Linked DNA regions of Gossypium hirsutum: region 1 is linked to region 2. The links are chromatin contacts, called in public Hi-C maps. All regions are on one chromosome and are shown on one strand. Each heading gives the region's core, a stretch centred on a gene start, on an enhancer-like site or on the middle of the called end of the contact. The rest is flanking DNA. Distances are from core to core; before and after follow the strand shown.

Region 1 (6,048 bases), core at 2,737-5,236, 110 kb after region 2:
CGAAGGCACTAGACAAGGCTACTGCTGATGGATACAATGTTGACAGTGGACTGAAAGCAATTGGATTAACAAATCAAAGAGAAACAGTTGTTGTTTGGAGCAAATCTACTGGTTCTCCTCTCTATAACGCCATCGTTTGGATGGATGTTCGTACCAGCTCTATTTGCAGGTAATCATTTCCTTTGTTTTTCCTGTTTGTTACTTGTTTGCTCGTTCTTTTCTTTTTCCGGATAAATAAACATAATGGTTTTATTTTCATCTCGATTTTCTCATCCTTAATGTTGCTCAGTTTTTTGTTTGATTTTTTTTCTTTTGAATTGGGTGTCAAAGGTCTTGATTTTTGAAGAGTTCCAATCATGAGCACGGAACATTTTTCATACTCGGAATTGGGTTGATGTATATTTCTTCGTTTCTGTAATAATAAATTCCTCTAGTTTTCGTTCCATAACCTGGTTTGAGTTCTATATTACTCTGATTAGGACTCAGTTGAGTGTTCAACATCTTTATGTGCTCAACTTTTTCCAAGATTCCCATGTATTTCGATACTCCTTGGAGGATCATATCATGTACCAGCTATCGTATGAGTCAGATATCAGTGTTGAATACATACACTTAAAAGAAAATTGAAGAGTCGAACCAAAGATTGTTTGAAGTTTCATTTACTGCTGTGTACTGATTGTCTGAATTCCATATATTTGAAGTTTGAGTTGATCTTTATATTAGGAAATTGGAGAAAGAACTGCCAGGAGGGAGAACACACTTCGTGGAATCATGTGGTTTGCCTTTAAGCACTTATTTTAGTGCAGTGAAGCTGCTATGGTTGATGGAGAACAAGGAAGAGGTTAGAGCTGCTATTAAAAAGGGGATGCCTTGTTTGGAACTATAGACACATGGTTAATCTGGAACTTAACTGGCGGTGTAAATGGTGGGATACATGTCACTGATGTCTCTAATGCATCACGGACGATGCTCATGAATCTCCAAACTCTCGATTGGGATAAAGCGACGTTGAAAACTCTTGGAATACCAGCTGAAATTCTGCCAAAAATTGTAAGTAATGCTGAGGTCATTGGTAAAATCGCCAAAGGGTGGCCTCTTTTTGGTGTCCCGATTGCAGGATGTCTTGGTGATCAACATGCTGCAATGGTTGGTCAAGCTTGCCGTAGGGGTGAGGCCAAATGCACTTATGGAACTGGTGCCTTTATCCTGCTCAACACGGGTACTGCACCCATTAAGTCAACCCACGGCCTCCTAACCACGCTTGCATTCAAGCTTGGTCCAAAAGCACAGACAAACTATGCTTTAGAGGGCTCTATTGCTATTGCTGGAGCTGCAGTTCAGTGGCTAAGAGACAGTCTTGGGATAATTTCCTCTGCAAGTGAGATAGAAAGCCTGGCATCAAAGGTTGATTGCACAGGTGGGGTTTACTTTGTTCCTGCCTTTAATGGTTTGTTCGCTCCATGGTGGCGAGATGATGCTCGTGGAATTTGCATTGGAATCACAAGGTTTACAAGCAAGTCTCACATTGCTCGTGCGGTTCTTGAAAGCATGTGTTTTCAAGTTAAAGATGTATTGGATTCAATGCACAAAGATGCAGGCGAGAAAGGTGAGGTCAAGAATGAAAAGGAAGAGTTTTTGCTTAGGGTGGATGGGGTGCCACTGTCAACAACCTCCTAATGCAAATTCAGGTTAGGCTCTAATTGGTATCAACTGTTTTCTCACTTTTTTTTTCTTGATGTCAACGAATTTATAAGCATTCCAGTTTGGCGTGTAAATAGCCCTGACGGTAAGAGTTCTTGATGACTTATATTATTTTGGCTCAATAACTTGCCATATGAACGTTTATCCAATCTTTCTTTATTTGGCGCAATGGATTCTTTGTAAAATAGGACTGTTTCTCTTTTTATGTATGGATAGAGAGAAATAGTGAATCATATAGAAGATAATTTCCATGGGTATAATTGTTGGTAAAACCTGATCAACGTTACCCGAATTCAGATATTAGCATCCGATATAAGTATGTGTCCTACATTTGCATAATCCTGTACCTATGTTTGCAAATGTGTTGGACATGGTTACTTGATGAAAAATGAAGAGTCGGGTCTGTTTTGCGATTAAAAATGTTTTTCTTACAGTCTCAGCTGCCATGTGATATATATAATCAAAGAGACTGCTTGTTTAGTGCCTTATTTTCACCTTTCATGTTTCTGCTGAATGATTGTTATTCCTTGTTGAGATCTTGTCTAAACCATTCGTAGTCGCTCATCTGATGATAAAATTTTGTCCTTTCCGGGGCTGATCACAGGCGGACTTGCTGGGAAGTTCTGTGGTCAGACCAGCTGACATAGAAACAACCGCTCTCGGAGCTGCATATGCTGCTGGAATAGCTGTAGGAGTGTGGAAAGAAGAGGAGCTTTTTGCTTCGGGACAAATTATCAAAACCGCATCCATATTCTCCCCAAAATCAAGTGTAGAATGGAGGAAGAAGAAGGTGGATTCTTGGTGCAAAGCTGTTGAAAGAACGTTTGGTTTGGCTGATCTTGAAATGTGATACAACAGTTATTTCTGTTTCGACTTCCTGGTGACCATTGTCTCGTCTTTTGTAGATGTTTTATTTTATTTTTGAATTTACAGACAAAACCCATGCTTATATTCAACTGAATAAAATGCTGAATGTATTACTCTGGTTGTCAGTGCTTTGCTTCAATGACAGTCACAGACATTATTAAAGGTTTTAGTTTTCAACATTTCCCTATGAAGTTTGCTGTTCTGTTGGTTTCTCTGTTGAAGTTGCTAAATTTCTTAAATTAAAATGTCATGTTTAATGGTTTTACTTGTATATTAAACATGAACATAACACGGACTACTAATTGTGCCAAAAATTTAATTTTTATTGTGTTAATCGTATTTAAATGTGTTGTATAGTTTCTATTATTTTGATTTGGTTTTTTATTAATGTTACGTGTGTAAAATTATCAGATATTTAATTGGATTTTAATTATGCATATTTGTCAATGAATAATAATAATAATAATAATAATAACAATAAAGTATTGGTGAGCAGAAATATATTTCCATTCTGAAAGCATAAGTTGCTTGTACGAGTCATTCAGAATGAGAGTAGCGTAACATTTGGAAACTCTGATTCTGAATGATGATTTAATTTAATTTATGTTTGGAGACGAAGATTATAGATGTGACCCAGTGGTTTAAAATTCAAGTAATCTTATATTGAAAGATTATGATGGTCATCTTAAAACTTCCGATTATGCTCTCAAGTGGGTTGCGTTTTGGATTCGGATATATAGGATTGCCACTAAAATGGATGATTGAATCATCGTGTCACAGTGCATATTGGATGGGGCAACTTCCTTCGTACATTTTTCGACCATTGCAGAGGATGGTGAAGTAGGAAAAGTTGCCTAACGTTCGTCATACATGTGGCCAAATTGGGCATGTACTATGAGGGGATAAGGGGGTCAAGCTGCTTATGATGACTGGTTTAGGGTGTCACAATCCCATTAGTAAGAGTGATCTTCCAAGGATGTTTGCTGCCACTGTAGGCACCTTGAGCTCAGGAACTTTTGCTTACCATTGAGGGAAGGAAATACTCACAATTTTTAGGACTCCTGAATTTGTGGTCGTCCGAAATCAGTTGCCCAATTTGGCAAAACCTCCACTGTTGGGGATAGTATCCTGTGTACGGGAGAAGTTGGTGATTAGTGCTATTAATTTCCAAATTCAAAAATTAGGAAAAAGAAAACAATATCTCTGTCATACATGGCATTATTTTGTATAAAAACACCCAGCTATATATTTTTCAAAATTCCTCTACTTCAAAGGGACTTATCTTTCTTTAGGCCCATTTTAATCAAGCCTTACAACAAGGACAATATGTGATAATGAGGCGAATGTACAAAACCTTAATTATGCGGAAGAAACTAGCCTCGCGTAACCAAGATTCCAATCAAATGGGCTTTAGCTTTGCCCCGGGAAAATTAATTATTTACTTTCTAATTCAAGAAAGATCAGTAGGTTCGAATCAGCGAGCTTGGGTCCTAATCTCATCGGAATTGCTATGGGCTTGAGATCTAAATTGGAATAGCAATTCCAAGATCTAAATTGCACATCGGATCAGTAGGTTTGATTCAGAGAGAAAAAATCGTACAATAGTTTTTTCCCAATTACCTACTTTCACTAAGTGGTATATTTCAATCAATAAATTTTTTCAATTCACTGTATTGAACTGATAATTTTAAGGATAAACTATAACTTTTACAATTTCTATTTTTTTTTACAAAGGCTAAAATAAAACATTCTTTCTAGTTTTTATGATTAAGCTAAAACTTTTTATTCTTTGTGTCTTAACTAGAAACTATATACAATTCCCTTAAAGGCTTTCTAGTAAAAGACCTTAAGTATACTCTTTAATTATAAAGGGAAAAAATGTGAACGTGTTTTTTTTTACAAGTGTTATCTCATTTAAAGAATGAAAATGAGAATGATAAAAGCAATATTACAATAAGCACTTAAAAGACTATGTACGGGAGGAAATCAGAAAAAGAAGATTAGTGAATTCTCTTAATTTCAATGTTTGGATGCATCTCTCTAGAGTCTTTACGTGTTTTTAACTTGCATTTATACCCTCTAATCAGTTTGGAGCAGTTGAAGGGGATTTTCAGTTGTTAAAAGTATTGGTTTCGCACATTAAATATAGTCTGTAAAGTCAAGTTAGGTACTTAAGAGATATATATTAAGACTTGGGCAAAAAAATAGCCATTAAAAAAACTAATCTAGTGAGACTTTATTTTAATGACTCTACTACAAATTAGCAAATATTACACTTTATACAAATTATTTTACAAGATTTACAAGCCAGTTAAGTAATCTAAGTAAATTATCAAAATTAGTACTAATCAAATAAGCAAATTATTCCCCTAAAATAAATAATTTATTTCTATTAAGTTAAATATTTTACAATGAAGACATTTTATCATGTTTTACCAAATCAATCAAGCATTAATCAATTAAATAAAATATACCAATATTTCTAGAAAAAAACCCTACCTAATTATTTATTTTAATCCTAATTAATAAATAGTAATGATAGGGATGAGTGCGGAGCAGGATCGTAATTTTGTCCTAGTTGTAGATTTGACTTAGTGCTCTAGACAATCGGAAATAAACTTAAAATACACAACTTGAAACACAAATAAATCTAAGTCAGATAAAAGAAATAAATAAAGCAATTAAAATAAATAAGATAAATAAAACATAAAAATAAATCAAAGATTAGAATAGTAAAGAAGAAAATAAAGAAGAAAACAAAGAAGATAGATGAAAAAGATGGAAAAGATGGAACATGACATGTAAAAGTCCTAAGGAGCCTTAGAAACAAGAATAATCTATAACCCCCTTCAAATGACTCTAATTTTCTCTCTAAGAAAGAAAACTTGGCAAGAAAAAGTTTGAAGATGATCCCCACAATCTAAAAAGATTGTTAAAACTCTTCTAAAAGAAAACTCAAGAAAAATTCTTGAACAGAAAAACTCAAAGAGAATTTATTAACTCAAAATAGAAGTTGTTGAATAATAATTAATTTATTTATGTACAATGAAGAGACCTTTATATAGGCGAGCTAAGTACATCTAGATAAAAAGTTAAGTACATTGAAACTTTAATTACCCTAAACATGAAGTAATTTTAAACTAAACTTTCTTATTGACATAAAACTCCTAAATAACTTAAAATAATTAAAAATTATCCAAAATTTGGAATAAATAAATAATAAAATAATAAAACTTAGTAAATAAAATATTGGGCTTGTATATCATAAAAATTATGCTTGAAACTTGAACCCAATATGATTTAAACTCGAATAAAAAGCCCAAAACTCGTAGTTTCTGTAATAATCCCGTTTAGAAATTTTGCTCACGCGATCTTCACTAAAAAGATTATAGCTTGAGCTCCCAAACTCATAATTGAGTGATTCAAAATGAGTTTCGAAGCTAAGAGATAGATCTTCAAACATTATGTAGATATCTAGGT
Region 2 (5,848 bases), core at 2,595-5,094:
CATTGGTTTTTTTTTTTTGTTGTTGAAATCCTGCAGCTTTACCAGCCAAGAGTAATGGTTATATCCGTGTCGATTGCTATGGTGGCCTCAATCAGATGAGAAGAGATGTGAGCGTATAGCTATTTTAAAATTTTAAAATAATTTCTAATATAAATTAATTTGGACTAAACATCAGATATTTTTCTTGGCGAGGGCAGTTCTGCGACGGCGTTGGTATTGCACGTTTACTAAATTCTACTTTGGTGTTGCCCAAGTTTGAGGTGGCTGCATATTGGAATGAATCAAGGTAAATTGTGCCTCTTGGAATTCTCATAAATATATGCTACTTGTGATAACTCAAGTGTAGGTTTTTCTTGGCATTGCTACTAATAATAAAGTTTTTGATTTAGTTGTTGTCACAAGTTAATCAGTCATCAATTCAATTGAAAAAATTATTAAAACACCCCTACTTAAAAATTAAAAAAAAAGGTAAAAGTATACATAATTTAGTTAATTAAAAAAAAGATAAATAACAAAAATTTAAAACGTCACTAAAAGTTAAAATACAAATCGCATTTTAAAAAATCACCCACTAATCATAAAACGTAAAAAGATAATTAAATACTTTTAACTATTTTTTAAGACAAAACTCACTAAAAAATTACTATTGTTCAAAATAAACTACCCACTTTTCACATTCACAACTGTCTACACTTTTGTTTTCTTCAAAATATCTTTTTAAGTAATTTTGTCTAACTAAATTTAAACTGTTTAATCTTCCATAATTACGCCTTTTTTGTTTCTTATACATATTTTAAATAATTTTTTAATATCTTTTTTTGCAAATAAAGTGAAATTTGAGGGATCCTGTAATTTCTAAATTTCTTTGAACAGTTTCACACATGTTAAGGCAGTAGAGATCTAGGTAATGTTAAACTTTATAGTGCTTGTAGTGAATACCCTATGAGATAATTCTACTAATTGTAATTTACTTATTGAAGTTAAGATTACACAGGAAAAAAAAGAAGAGCAAAATGAGAACCTACACATCATCTGATTGACTGTAATATAATGGTAGTCATGGGGATTAGTGTTACTAGTCATGTCTTCCCATCCTCCGGACGCTTATGCTGGCTCTGTTCTATAATTTGCTTTTCCTTTGTCAAATTTATGTTTGTGGTTAGGTTTGATAAATGCTTGTATTATTCTCTTTTGAGAATTTGTTGTTAGTTGCCAAGAGATGAACTTAGTAGTGGCTCACATGTCGCTTGACTTTGAGTTCCTGAACTGCTGAACTACTGAAATGGGGAAGAATTTAATTAAAGCTTTATTATTGAAGCTGGAGTGGACAAATTTTGTCGTTCAAGAAACCGAATTTTCTTTTTCAGGAAAATGAACCTATATCTAACTGTCCAATCATAAATTCTTTATGTAAATATTATGTGCTTCTAGAGTTTTATTGTTTCTTTGTAAAGGTTGCCAACACTTCCCTACCTGTTAGAAAGTTGAAATTCTCTTCAAGATTCAAAGGATTAATAGAGAAAGAAGATAGAAAGCTTGAGAAAGAGAGAACATTTTCTAGTTCTGGAATTCATTGATCACCAAAAGCTTACACTACTGTGTTAGTGTGTAACTGCTTCAGTAACAAATTGCTAAACAAAATACTTGAACTCTAACTTAGTTAAAATTAAAGCTGAACTTTTACATGTTCAAATGTGTTACTGTTAACACTACCTATGTTTAAATCATTAGGATATATCTCATCTGCTTTTTTTTATTAACTGCTTGAAATGAGGTCATAGTTATTACAGTCATAGTTCTAGTGATTGTAACAGCTTCTTTTGTTTATTATACATAATTTATTATCAGATGGGTGTAGCTAAACCGCTTACTATAATCCAATGTTACAATGTCTAATGATATCCAAATATATTTATGTTGCCATTTTATTAGTTACGATTCTTTCCTTTCATAGCAGTGGCTTTTCAGATGTATTCGATGCCGATTACTTCATAACACAGATGAATGGTTTTGTCAATGTTGTTAAAGAATTGCCACCAGAGATATCATCAAAAGAACCCCATAGAGTGGATTGCAGTAAACGGAAAGGTCAATTTGATTACATTGAAAGTGTTCTTCCATTCTTATTGAAATATCATTACGTCTCTATCACACCAGCAGTGAGCCAAAGAAGGGATAGGTATTACTTTTTTCTGTCTCAATTTCTCAAGACTTCGATTACGTAGAACTATGGCGTAGATGAATATATTTACATTTTTGTTATGATATCTTGTAGGTACCCAAAGTATGCAAAAGCTGCACTTTGTCAAGCCTGTTACAGAGCATTAAAGCTGACTGGATCATTGGAGAAGAAAGCTAACAAGCTTCTGGAAGCTATACCAAAACCTTTCCTTTCCCTTCACCTTCGGTTTGAACCAGACATGGTAGCTTATAGCCAATGTCAGTACTCAGGCCTTTCACCTACCTCGATGAAAGCCCTTGAGGCTGCACGTGGAGATGATAGAAAGCCATGGACTGGAGAAGCAGCTCGGATTTGGAGAAATAGGGGAAAATGCCCCCTTACACCAAATGAGACTGCCTTTATACTTAAAGCACTATCAATACCGACGAACACAAACATTTATCTTGCTGCTGGGGATGGACTAATGGAGATTGAGGGTTTAACATCTATTTATAGCAATGTAGTTACCAAATCTGCTCTTCTTAGTGGTGAGGATTTCGAAACCATGCATGGGAACACAAAAGCTGCCTTGGATTATTGCGTATCAATAAACAGTGATTCTTACATGGCTACATACTTTGGAAACATGGATAAGATGGTAGCCGCGATGCGAGCTTTTAAAGGACTGTACAAAACTCTTTTCTTAAGCCGAAGAGCTTTTGCTGAATTTACATCTAGAGGGTTGGAAGGGAAGCCGTTGATGGAAGCATTATGGAAGGCTCACGAAGATGATTTCATCAAGGGACGAGGGTCTGCGTTGTCTGACTGCTTTTGTGAGTTCAAATTATAGTTCAAATTATATTTTTTAGGCATTCTTTTTGTATGAAATCTTACGGAATAGTTTTTAACAGCGGATCTACGTTGCTAAAAAATGTTCATTGTTTTCTCGAAGATTAGTTTTGGATTCTCATTGTCTACATTACTCTTCATATTTTGGTGACAAAACAACTTGGGCATCATATGCTAATTGCTAATGCTATACCTTTTCTTTTGTATTAAATGTAATGTTAGTTGGTCAAACATTTTTTTTTCCATTCCTTTTTTTATTCGTTGGTTATCTAAAATGAGCACCAAAAATGATTGCATGCACATATTTCCTAATCGTACCCTGGTTCCAAATTGTTGGTTAATGTCCTGATCCAAACTTTGATACTTAAACTACCAATTTGTTCTTCACGTTGCAAACAAAAGTTTTTGCTTAATATTGAGAAATATAGTAATCAAAATGGATAGCATTAGCCTTGGCCCACAAATAAAAATGATTATTTATTTGCTTGCTCAAAATATTTATCGAAAATTTTGCTCAAACTAAACCAGCATCTTGTGATAGTCATTCTCCCATTCTACATTCCACCACTCCTCTCCTTTCAGTAACAACCTTCTGTCCTCTTGCACTATCCGAGTTTAGTGGAAGCTTCCACAACTTTAGCTATTCCTGAATACTAATTATCTCCAACTGTGGAAAAGGCAACGCATCCTAGTATGTTGCTCTTGTTTTGGGCAAATAAAAAAATGTTAGAATTTTCCCTAAGTTCACTGATTTCACCAAAATTTTCCTAAGCTTGGACAACATGAAGGATTTGAGTTTTCAAGTGGGCCAATCACAAGATCAATATCCAAGCAACTTAAGCATTGAATTGAAGGCTTTGTTCAAAAGCTTATCTCAATAAGTTTGGAGTAACTGCATGAGAGGAATGAAGAAGGAAAATTGGGTTGAATCTAGAATACAAGCCTAACTACATTTTACAAGTCCAGTTGGATCAAGGCCCAAGTTAAGCCTTTAAACATTTTATTTAATGATGGCATGTGACCCATTAGAAATCAGAATGGATTTTTTAAGTTTTTCTTTGTGTTGACTAAAATTTCCTTAAAATTAGCTTTTAGTTGACTATCCTTAGAATTTCCTTAAATTCTTGTTGTTTTACTACTATAGAAGTGATATAAAGCCACCACTGCAAGACATCATCTTGAATTTGAAAAAGAAAATATCCCATAACACCCCGAAATTGTCGATTTAACACGTGACACTACGCCAATGTTAGATAAATGAATTTATAAGAAAATTTGGAGAACAAATCAGGAAAAAGATTCGTATGAGATAAAATGATGTTGGATAAGAGAATTAGTGGAAAGAACTTTAGAAAGGAAAATATGAAAAAAAGAGAGATTAAATCGTATATTTTGAAAAGTTAAAGGACTAAAGTACATTTTGACCATAAATTAGTAATACAAATTACTATCGATTTAATTGATATAAGAATAAGTTGAATATGCATTGGTGTGATAAAAACATTTTTAAGAACCCAATTGAAAAGATTTAAAAATACAAAAATTAAATTGTAAATTTTTTAAGAAAAGGATAAAGGTGTAGTTTTCTATAACCAAGGAAGTTTATTAAGCATTAAATAAGAATTATGAAAGTTGGAGTTGATTAATAACTATTTGATGTAAAGAATTGTGCTTAGAAGCATAAAAGGTAAAATAATAATAATTTAATCTTATAAGAGTATTTTGGTCTTTTCACAAAAATGCTGTGATGAAAATATTATTTAAATGAGAAATCTGATATATGAAATAAACTTGTACAATTAGATCTTGAATCATGATAGTCGGTCACCATTTATAAATTTTTGGACTTTTGACACAAATGATATTTTAAATGGGAAAAGGATGAAAAGAACTCCCATCAACCTTTCTTTTATGCTGCTGTCAACCAGCCTTTGTTTCATGAGGTTCTCTCCCTTCATCTTCATTTCCATGCATTTTCCTTAATATTTTTAAAAGATCTCTACACTCAATTTTGAATTTTGTTGAAATCACTTGGAAATCAACTTTATTGCGTGGATTTTACCATAAATTCTATCATTTTCAGCCTAGGTTTGGAGGGTTTTAATGTGAGAAAATGAAAATTAGAGAAAGAAAGCTTCAACAATGTATGAATTATGTTTTTCTAACTCTCCAAGCATGAAATTTGAGTTTATTATGAAAGAGTTTAGAAAGTTTAGATATTAATTTTGGATGTATTTTTATGTGAATTGTATAACATCACTTACTTATCCCGACGTTCGAGATGAATGGAAGGTACTATCGAAGCAGTAAGATTGCAAATACATTTGATTTATTCAAGAAATTTTAAACTTGAAAACATGTTTATAAAACTATAAAAAAATATTTAAATTCTATTCAAATATAGGAAAGTTACTTAATTTGTTAAAGGTTACTCAAATCCTTAAAGAATTTTATAAGAAATTAAGTAAAACAAAAAGAGTAAAGGTATGTTCAACCATCGACCAGAGCTCCAGCCTAGGCAGAACTAGAGTTGTTAGTTGTTTTCTTTTTTCGCTCTAGTGTTGCCTAGGTGGCTCGAGCTACTTCTCAGGTGATAATGTAGTTAGTATTAATTTCGTTATGATGACACCTAGGTGGCCCAAGTTGCCGCTTAGGCAGTACTGTAACCATTTTTAATTTCATACTTCCGTAAAACATGGCTATATCTTCTCAATGGGTTTCGAAACATTACAAATCAATTTCTAAGCTCATTTAAACTCAAAATATATGGTATATGTGCACTTGGATAAATGGTGGAGTGAAACTACTTCAAGAAAATCGAAAAGAATTCGAGTTACA

The links. A called contact is a pair of places that touch in the nucleus more often than the background predicts.
Region 1: a Hi-C map of leaf shows a contact between it and region 2, with 2.2 times the contacts expected there. The contact joins two enhancer-like sites. A contact is called at or near these places in 2 of 34 Hi-C or Micro-C datasets (anther and leaf).

The regions. Positions count from the first base shown.
Region 1 is chrD06:34,491,420-34,497,467 of Gossypium_hirsutum_v2.1, forward strand. It overlaps LOC107937084 (glycerol kinase), which reads left to right. Exons shown (of 6, transcript XM_016869897.2): 2 at 1-169; 3 at 724-854; 4 at 857-1,648; 5 at 1,651-1,688; 6 at 2,306-2,745. The coding sequence ends at 2,551. Among protein-coding and RNA genes, the nearest start is that of LOC107937084, 3.5 kb to the left of the region's middle. Within about 2 kb of position 3,987, at least 6 of the 9 cell types and tissues checked have an H3K27ac peak or open chromatin away from gene starts, as enhancers often do. A contact at or near this core is called in leaf, where this site is marked.
Region 2 is chrD06:34,378,802-34,384,649 of Gossypium_hirsutum_v2.1, forward strand. It overlaps LOC107937086 (O-fucosyltransferase 13), which reads left to right. Exons shown (of 6, transcript XM_016869901.2): 3 at 37-107; 4 at 198-286; 5 at 1,958-2,179; 6 at 2,276-3,221. The coding sequence ends at 3,011. Among protein-coding and RNA genes, the nearest start is that of LOC107937086, 3.8 kb to the left of the region's middle. Within about 2 kb of position 3,845, at least 2 of the 9 cell types and tissues checked have an H3K27ac peak or open chromatin away from gene starts, as enhancers often do. A contact at or near this core is called in leaf, where this site is marked.